Linked DNA regions of Ovis aries: region 2 is linked to region 1. A link is a contact called in public Hi-C data. All regions are on one chromosome and are shown on one strand. Each heading gives the region's core, a stretch centred on a gene start, on an enhancer-like site or on the middle of the called end of the contact. The rest is flanking DNA. Distances are from core to core; before and after follow the strand shown. Region 1 overlaps IFNGR2 (interferon gamma receptor 2). Region 2 overlaps IFNAR1 (interferon alpha and beta receptor subunit 1).

Region 1 (5,172 bases), core at 906-3,405:
AGCCCAGCGGATACATTGTTGGCCATGAGCTCCTTCCCTTTACACGCCTTGCTCGACGTATGCAACACATCACGTACGAATGCAGGGCTGATGCAGCTTCTGCGAACCCCCCTGCCTAACTTTTCAAGCAGTCCAGTGACACAAGTCAGAAGGTCTTGCTGCATGACCTCTGGGTGAGTCTGCTGGGGGTCAGAGATAGCGTCATAGCAAAAAGCTGAAACTGCAGAAAAGAGGCTAAAATAAAGGAGGTGGAGAGGAAACCTTCACACAGACTTTCAAGTGTCTATTCATTTATTTACAGTTTTTGGCCTCACTGTGCAACAATGTAGGATCGTAGTTCCCCGACCAGGGGTCAAACCCGCCATCTCCAGCACCGGAAGCATGGAGTATTAGCCACTGGGTCACCAGGCTGATAAAAAGTTAGTGAAACAGTCTTTTATTTCTAGTTTGGAAAAAAAGAAAGTCCCTTAAATTACTAGAAAACTGTTTATAGGATTAATTACATTTTAAGCCAGGAGACTGGGCATTAAGGACCACTCAGTGTCCTTTGATGGGAGAGGCTGGGACAGGTTCCGTGACCTGTGCAAAGGGCTCGAGGTCCTTGCCAGAGCCAAGGAGAAGACCCCGTCTCCTGACCACCCAGCCCAGGCAACAATGTCCAAAATATCACAGCCTGTTTGCTAACAAATAATTACATGCCTTTTTAGTGTTTAAGCAAAAACTTTTTTTTTTTTTTTGGTTGCAGAATCAGTCTAGAAACTTACAGGATTTAGGCCTTGTGGTTCCGCTGGTAAAGAATCTGCATGTAATGCGGAAGACCCTGGTTCGAGCCCTGGGTTGGAAAGATTCTCTGGAGAAGGGCAAGGCTACCCACTCCAGGACTCTGGGCTAGAGAATTCCATGGCCTATATAGTCCCTGGGGTCGCAAAGAGTTGGACACGACTGAGCGACTTTCACTAGTTAAAAAAAATGTTTGTCTCTCTCACAACTAACTTCTTCCCAGGCACCCCAGGGTCTTTTTGTGACGAGACTAAGGAGCAAGTGGCTCTATCCAGTCCTGACAGGCTTGTCGCAGCTTCCTTGGGTCAGAGAACTCCTTCCGTGGGCTGGTGGCTTGGATCAGCGTTTTGGTTCCAAGAGCTTTGGGGAGTCCCTTCTTGCTCATTCTCTGGAAACGTCACAACTGACACGGAGTCCCAGGTGTCTTCCTTTGGTGAGCTGTCCTTGTCCAGGGCGTCTAAGATGGGCTGAGCCGGGTCCTTTAAATACTTGAAAAATTGAAAACCATCACCATAATTAGTCTGCAAGTTCCCGATATCAGACATTTTGATTTTAGTTCGAGTTGGCATAATCCTGTATCATTTTGGTGTAACTTCCACTTCTATCCTCCAACGAAACAGCTTCAGAAATCCTGAAAACCCCTCCCCGCCCTTCCTGTCAATAGCTTTCACACGAATCCAAGGGCCAACCAAGGGGATACTCTGAAAGTGTGTAAGGTGTGTAACTCAGGAAATGACTTGCTGCACTGGCTGGATGAGGGCTTGTGGGCTATTCACCTGGAATGTCTCTGGAATTCTAACTTTTAAGGAAAGGAGGAAATGAAGCCTCCTGGTCACCTACAAGGTGAGGGTGAAGAGGGAAAGTTCACGGGCATTTTTTTCTCAGCTACCCCAACCCACTAGGTGTTTCTGCTTTATATAACATACACGTGGGTGTGGAGGATCTGCAGCGGACAGCCATGGGTGAATGAGAAAGTGCAGGTCCTTGATGCGAAATGCTGATCTGCACCCTTAACGTGCCATGTCTCTCCTGCCTCTGCTTTGGGCTTAGACATCAATTACCAAGGGCTTTCCAGGTGGCTCAGCGGTAAAGAATCCGCCTGCCAAAGCAGGAGACGCAGGTTCGATCCCTGGGTCAGGAAGACTCCCTGCAGGAGGGCATGGCATCCCACTCTGGTATTCTTGCCTGGGAAATCCCATGGACAGAGGAGCCTGGCAGGCTACAGTCCATGGGGGTCGCAGGGAAGTCGGACACGAATGAGCAACTGAACGACCACCACCACAACCAAGTTACCAAGAACCTACTGCGTGGCTCTTGGAAATGCTGAAAGATACTGAAATCCAGTCAGCTTAGCTCTGGCTGGCAAGAGGAGGGACAGCGGCGGGTCACGTGTGCTTGCGGAACCTCACAAACAGAATGCAGCCAGCTTAGCGCTGGCTGGCGAGCAGAGGAGCAGCAGCGTGTCACGTGCACTTGTGAAACCCCCAAAATACAAGTGAAACATGAGTCATTTTCTCATGTAACTTCAGTGACCTTTGATATAGACTTTTCACACTTTCCCAGGAAAGCAAATCGAAAGACTCTGTGTTTTAGGTTCAAGCCCCAAAGAAACAAGTAGCAGTAAATTCACTTACTGGGGCCCTGCTGCTAGTTCTACTGAGAGACGGTTTTTTGTTTTTTGTTTTGTTTTGTTTCTTAGTTTTTTGGCTTCATCACACGGCATGCGGGATCTCAGTTCCCTGATCAGGCACTGAACCTGCGCTCTCTGCAGTGGAAGTGCAGAGTCTTAACCACTGGACACCAGGGAAGTCCCGAGACGGAGATCATTAATGCAAGTAAAACTCCGAGCTGACAGCTGTTCTGGTGTGACAGTATTAACCAGGAAAATTGGTTGCTGTTGTTTTTGCCGTTATTGCAGTTTTGTGGTAGGAACACCTAACTTGAGTTCTACTCTCTAAACACATCTTGAAGTGCACGTGCGTGCTCGGTCACTCAGCCGTGTCCAGCACTTTGCAACCCTATGGGCTGTAGCCCGCCAGGCTCCTCTGTTCGTGGGATTTCCCAGGCAAGAATACTGGAGTGGGTTGCCATTCCCTTCTCCAGGGGACCTTCCCGACCCAGGGATGGAACCCGAGTCTCCCTGTGCCTCCAGCATGGGTAGGTGGAATCTTTACCACCACGCCACCCGGGAAGCCTGTTTAAGGGCACAACACAGTACTAATTATAGCACAATCTTGTACAGCAGAAACCAGAACTTATTCATCTTGCATAACTGAAACTTCCTACCGTTTGAAAGCAACGCCCTGCTCCCCTCTCCCCTCACCCCTGGTAGCCACTCTGTCACTCTCTGCTTTTCTATGAGTTTGACTATTATTCTACTTAGAGTCTTCAAAAAGCAGAATCCTACAGCATCTGTATGCAGGTCCCAGTAGGGAGTTCAACATGTATTTCTCATAATGTCTGTATCCCTTAAACAGCTCATGACATATAAAGGAAAAAAAGTGACTGCAGCTCTTTCTAGACTTTGTCTATATAGACGAGATATAACAACATGAGACTCTGTTTCTAGTACTTTTATTCTGATTTTCCTGAAGAATGATAAACCTCCAGAGGCAAACAGTTTCAAGTATTCTTCTGTCAGCTAGCTTCTGATCCCAAGAACGTCCCAACGTCCTCAGAGGACCTGGCTGCCTCACTGTGCCTTGGGGAGGGGGGCTGCGGTGTGGCTGGGCAGGAAAACAAGACTTTCTGTAAGACCCGCTGGACTATGAAGAAGGCTGAGCACCAAAGAATTGATGCTTTCAAACTGGAGTGCTGGATAAAACTTTTGAGAATCCCCTGGACAGCAAGGAGATCAAACCAGGCAATCCTAAAGGAAATCAACCCTGAATATACATTGGAAGTTGGAAGGACTGGTGCTGAAGCTGAAGCTCCAATACTTTGACCACCTGATGCAAAGAGTCGACTTGTTGGAAAAGCCCCTGATGCTGGGAAAGACTGAGGGTAAGAGGATAAGCTGGTTGGATGGCATCACCGACTCAATGGACATGAGTTTGAGCAAACTCCGGGAGATGGTGAAGGACAGGGAAGCCTGGTGTGCTGTGGTTCATGGGGTTGGACATGACTTAGCAACTGAACAAGGCCCACCCATTCCACTTTTCTTTCTTAAATTCTTTAAAGTAACATGGCCTGTGCGCTAGGCATGCAAGGCTTTGAGCTCATGGCTCTCGGTGTGTTTACTCTAGAATCCTCCTGCACACTGTCTGACCCAAAGCTCATGCTCTTGATTGCAGCCTCCACTGGTCCATGAGCTCCAGCCAGGCTCCCTGGGGACAGTCTCCAAAAGCCTGGGATTGATGTGTTGTCTCCAGTGGGACCTACCACGGCCAGTCTCCTGAATGGGCCAGACTAGACCATCTTTTGGCCAACCTCATGCCATTAAAAAAAAATTTTTTTTTTAATTGTGGAAAAGTACATATAACATAGGGGCTTCCCTTGTGGCTCAGTGTAAAGAATCCACCTGCCAATGGGGAAGATGCCCTGGAGGAAGAAATGGCAACCCTCTCCAGTATTCTTGCCTGGAGAATCCCATGGGCAGAGGAGTCTGGCGAGCTAGTCCGTGGGGTTGCAAAGAGTCGGACACGACTGAGCGAATAAACAACAAACACATGCCATAAAATTCACCGTCCTGACCGCTTTTTAAGCGAGCAGTTCAGTGGTGTGAAGTCTATTTGGATCGCTGGGCAATCATGACCACCATCTGTCTCTAGGACTTTTTTCATTTTATTCACAGTAAAATTGAAACTGTCCCCGTTAAATATGAACTCCCCATTTCCTCCCTCCCTCCAGACCCGGGCAACCTCTATTCTACATTCTGGTTCTGCGAATGTGAGCCCTCTTAAGTGCTCGAATATGTACAATCATGTAGTATTTGTCATTTTGTAACCCGTTTATTTCCCTGATTGTAATGTCCTCAAGGTTCATCCCTATCACAGCATGTCTCAGAATTCCCTTCTTTTTTAAGGTTAACATTCCATTCATATGTATATAGCAGATCTTTTTTTTTGGGGGGGGAGTGGTGAATCATGAGGCTTGCAGGAATCTTAGTTCCCCGACCAGGGACTGAACCCCAGGGCCACAACAGTGAAAGTGCGTAAGTCCCAACCACAGGACCGCCAGGGAATTCCCACCGCATTTTATTTATTCACTCGTCTGTCAATAGACATTCAGGGTGTTTCTACCTTTCGGCTATTATTCAGCAGAATAATGCTCCTATGAAGATGAGTGTACAAATAACCAAGTACCACTTTTAACTCCGACCTCTGTGTCTGGCTTTGGCCAGTGTCCTACTCTTAGGTGTTAATGGGGGGCAAGAAAGACTGACCAGTCACC
Region 2 (5,172 bases), core at 775-3,274, 91 kb after region 1:
TTTAACTTCAGATCAATTTACGTGTGGGACTGGGGAGTCTCCTTCAAGAGCATATCCAGAGAAGAAACGTTGGCCAAAGGGAACAGCATGCTTTGAGGGGGCAGGGTCTGCATTACGACTGCAGACTCACTGGCTCAAGGCTGTGTCCAGCCAAGTCTAAACACAAGGTTGTGAAAAAAAAGCAAGGACTGTGCGAGAGCTCCCAGCCCGGGGTGGACCCTTCGGGACACCAATGCCGGGCGCGGCCCCCCTGGCACGGGGCCAGCCCGCTCTGCTGCGAACACCTCACGAAGGCAGCAGCCACAGCACCTGTGATGCTTACGTTCAATCAGTTCAAGCAAAACCACCATGGAATCCAAGACTCAGTGTTTATTACAGAAAATGTTAAAACTGTTTAAAAATGAATGGCAGTGGGCATTAAGACAAAGTACACACGAAGTAAGATACAAACACTGGCAACACTGGCTGTTTTCATAGAAACACTGGAAATATGGCCGTGTCCTTCTATACCTCAATAAGACATACAAACAGAAACACCCACTTGGTTCAAATCCTAGGTTTCCCTCACTTGACAATTATTTCCTACGCACTTTTTCCGCGCGAGGCACCGCACTCTGGTAGGTACTGGGGATACAGTGCTAAGTGTTTATTCCTGAGCTCACAGAGCTTCTGGTCCCCTGGGAGGGGCAGACAGACACCAGCTGAAACGAACACAAACGTGTCAGGTAATACAAGGGTTACAGGGATGGGGAGGAGGTAGGAAAAGCTTCTGAACACTTCCAAATTCTTAGGAGCAATCTGAGGCTGCTTTGAAGGTAGGTTTGGGGAAAAGATGTTACACAAACTATATATATATATATATATATATACTTAAAAATTTATTTGACAGTGTCGAGTCTTAGTTGTGGCATGTACAATCTAGTTTCCCTGACCAGGTATCAAACCCGGGGCCCCTGCATTGGGAGCTCAGTCTTAGCCACTGGACCACCAAGAAGTCCCTAAACATATATTTTTGAAATAACTTTATATGTTGCAAATTTCTGGTCAAGATTTTGAAGCTCGTAGTTCTAGAGCAGCACTTACCCTTTTCTAATTAGAACCTACGCTAAGTGTTTATGGATGTACTAGTGGCAGTCGGAGAAGGCGATGGCACCCCACTCCAGTACTCTTGCCTGGAAAATCCCATGGACGGAGGAGCCTGGTGGGCTGCAGTCCATGGGGTTGCTGAGGGTCGGACACGACTGAGACACTTCACTTTCACGCATTGGAGAAGGAAATGGCAGCCCACTCCAGTGTTCCTGCCTGGAGAATCCCAGGCACGGGGGAGCCTGGTGGGCTGCCGTCTGTGGGGTCGCACAGAGTTGGACACGACTTCAGTGCCTTAGCAGCAGCAGCAGTGGCATAGTAGCCAGCATCATGTCTGTACATGTGTGTTTACAGACCCATGTCACTACGTATATATTAATCTATATTACATATGAATACATGATTTCCAGCTGTAATGACACGAATCTTCTACATAAATGCTTATATTATATCCACCCTCTCTAAGAGCTATCAGTATCACAGATCTGAGGGAGTTTATTGCTGCTCTCAAGTATATAGTATTTGCAAGCAAACTATTTTTTTGGAAAAAAATACTTACCATCTTATAAGCAAGCACATCTTGATTAAGCTACATGTGGACCACAATGAAGAATGGGATGGAACTGCATTTTCAGGTCTACAAGATGCAGCAAAACAGGGGTTTTTGTTTGAGGCCGCTCAGATGCTTGTTCACTGAAAACCACAGGGGATCTTAAACCCGACACACATACTCCCACACCCAGGGGCCTAGTGACTTCAGCAGCGTCTCTGCCTTATAATGCCCTAGTTTTCCCTCTGCCACATCCCACAAAGGCACTGTTCCCAGTCTGAAGCAGCTTTTTTCCTGTGGAAAATCCCAGGCCTGAGTGCAGGGCAGGCCAGGGGCCCTGACCCAGCGCGGAAGCCGGCGAGGGCAGGGTCCTCTCGATAGTGACAAGTTCCCACGGACGGATGGGGCTTTTCCCAGAGAAGGGCCAGTCCTGATCTGCTTTAAACCAAATGCCTCTGGTCAGTGGATCAGAAGTGTTTGGGTCCCTGGAAGGATTCTGCAGCAGAGAACTACCCTGGTGGGGCGCCCCTGACCGTGTGCCTCTGGTCAGTGGATCAGAGGTGTTTGGGTCCCTGGAAGGATTCTGCAGCAGAGAACTACCCTGGTGGGGCGCCCCTGACCGTGTGCTCCCCGATGGTGGCCCAGAGGAGCACGAGGTGCTCTGGAGAGGACAGGCGGGGCACCACGGCCCTTCCCAGTGCGGCTGCTTTCAACCTCTTCTTCCACTCAGAAGACCCCACGGACCACTCTAAACGAGCCCGGCCGGACTTGATGAGCTGGGTGGTGCCATCTCTCTTCCCTCTCAGTCCCGCTGCAACGACTGAAGCTGAGAACTTGGCCTCAGAGGTAGCCAGAATTCCTACACTTCCTTTCTCTGCAGGAGCTCCATGAATAAGCCAAAATAGCAAAGTCATTTAAACATAAGCTACAGATGCCTTTGAGAGGTATTGCATAATTTAAAAAACTTGGGTTTCCTTCCTAGTTCATTTCCTCCCACACTCTGATGATAAATAACTTGCATGTCCTTGAGTGCATGCAGGCTGAGCGAAGCGACACCTGAGTGTTGCCCCACAGTGGACAGAAGCCGGCCTGCTGTTACGAAGTGACACAGATGAGCCATGGAAACAAATGCCACCCCTCAGGATGTTAGTTATCAGAAGTTGACGACGCACATTATTCTTATTTTTCACTAAAGCCACCTGCTTCTTTCCCACTGACTCACTCTACTTACTGTTTCTCAGTAGCATTTTCTGATCCCAAGACTTTACATACACTGTCACTAATGTGACACGCTCCCATATCTTAAGGGATAACAGTAACTTCTCTACTCAGACTGTTTCCCATTTCTTTGTAATTTTTGGGATTATGCCTTCTAATCAGAAGCTACTGTCCTAATGTTCTGAAACAGGAAGGCTTAATGTACATATAGTAAAAGATGACATGGTTTTAATCCTAAACTGTGGAAGGGCTGGGTAACTGTCATGTAGAGGCCAATGTAATTGGTACGCGTGTGTGCATGCTCAGTCGCTTCAGTGTCCGACTCTGTAACCTCATGGACTGTAGCCTGCCAGGCTCCTCCGTCTATGGGATTTTCCAGGCATGAATACTGGAGTGGGTTGCCATGCCCTCCTCTAGAGGATCTTCCCATCCCAAGGACTGAATCCACATCTCTTGCAACTGGTATAAATGTGACTGGTATAAACAGAGAGAATCCCCCTGAAAATCTATAAGGACCACGTTTCTGGCATGTGCAGCTGTTTTCCAGAGTAAGCTACTTTTTCAGAAAATCAACTGATGGTAGTATTCAGGTTCTTCTTTGAACGAGACCAAATGTTCTAAATATCTCCTGAAAAACAGCGAACTGTAATGCTGCAAGGGAGACGGAACGAACGATACACAGCGACAGCACCAGCTGACGGGAACACAAGCACCCCCAAACCACACGACAGCACAGGGGTGCTTAGGTAGCATGAGGGAGTCAGAGGGTATCTTCTGGACTTAACGCCTCTCATCCGAGGCAGGTCCGATGACAGGCCTTTCAAGACTTGACACACAGCAAAGGACGCAGAAAACTTCCTGAAATTCATTTTAAATAGTGAATGCTTGCCTGTATTTTTAGGACCTGCGATCTGAAGATGCTTTTTATTCCCCGACATGGGCAATCTTCTTTTGAGAGTTACTGAGAAGAGCAAAAAGCCCAGGCTCCCATTCTGACTCTTGTAAGACTCCCTAATGTTTCAGGGGTCATTCCTGGTCACACACTGTCCTGCTGCAGAAACTCTTCACTTATTTTGCTTCCACTGTTTTCATCTTCATTCGAATAGTTTCCTGAATCTTGACTAGCTTGGGAATTGTACTCTTCGTGAACTTCATCAACTTCATTAGTCTCTTCTATTTCAGTAATAATGCTTGCATTTTCAATTATAAAACATCTTTCCGTTTGTTCCTCAGAAGTGGAAAGGAGTAGATTCCTTAGTGGCTGATCAGAGAAATACTAATTCAAAAGGGAAAGAACAGAAATAGATTATTTAAAAGAACAAAAAGTGGTTTCTGAGTTCCAATAAGCTTCAGTTTCTTAAATCCTTTATCTAGAAATCCTATCTTTTGACATGCGTATTAAAAAGCGAGCTAAGAGCGTATCCACTGCACTATCGTGTCTAGAAAAAAACCACCACCAGTGAGGTCACGAACATCTCAGTACTGCTTTGGGGAAATTATCCAAACAGTCTCTAAGAAAGTCCACTGTGCTGTGAGGAGTAGGGGGTGGAAGGGCGTGGTGGCTAAGGAAGGAATGGGAGGGCACTGGGATTGGGGACATTTTATTGTGAAATAATAAAAATGTTGGTACCCAATCCAAAAACATCCAGGAGGAGCACAAGGGAGAAGTTAACTTTTTCCCAGTTCCGCTAAGAGTAACTTGCTAGTCTAAAAGTTCTTTAAACAACAGCTCTGAATAGAAGAGCACATAGAAACGACACGAGAAAACTCAGGGATAAGAGGGTGAAACAGCTCACGTGGAGAGTGCTGGCACAGCGGCGGGTCTTTCTGGTCTCCCGCCCTCGCCCCTCACAGTTCTACGGGATGGCGCTGCTGGCGCTGCTTTACAGCTACGGGCACTTGTGCAAGTGCTCACAACTGAGCTGCGCATGTTCACAGCCAGTCAGTGAAATACACTACAGCCCGTCAGTGAGCCACCTTCTGGCCTCTGGCTCCATAGCCTGAGAACCTGAAGCAAGGCCGGCAGCGCGGGAGCCACTCCAGGCGCGGACGCCACCCCCGGACAGCGCCCACGCTGACGGTCATTGCGCCGTGCTTCCACTAACTATGCCGGCTACACGCACGTGCCAGCCAAAACACCGAGGTGCTGCGAGAGCAAAAGCGTGTTTCTCTACCTCGTTTTCTGTGATTTCATCTACAGAATAAAGTTTTTGCACTGGCGACAATGTTTTAACCTTTTTGGGACTATAGGTGGTAAAACAAGTGCCACAGCAGCCAAACTGCCAGAAAAACATGGGATTAAGGACACATTCTTCTAT

The links. A called contact is a pair of places that touch in the nucleus more often than the background predicts.
Region 2: a contact with region 1 is called in a Hi-C map of tail adipose tissue, with 5 times the contacts expected there. The contact joins two enhancer-like sites. A contact is called at or near these places in 9 of 16 Hi-C or Micro-C datasets (blood, hypothalamus, mesenteric adipose tissue and 5 more).

What each region holds. Positions count from the first base shown.
Region 1 is chr1:122,755,961-122,761,132 of ARS-UI_Ramb_v3.0, forward strand. It overlaps IFNGR2 (interferon gamma receptor 2), which reads right to left. Exons shown (of 7, transcript XM_015092370.3): 7 at 274-1,268. The coding sequence ends at 1,086. Among named protein-coding and RNA genes, the nearest start is that of IFNGR2, 31 kb to the right of the region's middle. Within about 2 kb of position 2,156, at least 7 of the 54 cell types and tissues checked have an H3K27ac peak or open chromatin away from gene starts, as enhancers often do.
Region 2 is chr1:122,846,602-122,851,773 of ARS-UI_Ramb_v3.0, forward strand. IFNAR1 (interferon alpha and beta receptor subunit 1) reads right to left here. Exons shown (of 8, transcript NM_001009748.1): 8 at 352-4,130. The coding sequence ends at 4,120. Among named protein-coding and RNA genes, the nearest start is that of IFNAR1, 27 kb to the right of the region's middle. Within about 2 kb of position 2,025, at least 8 of the 54 cell types and tissues checked have an H3K27ac peak or open chromatin away from gene starts, as enhancers often do.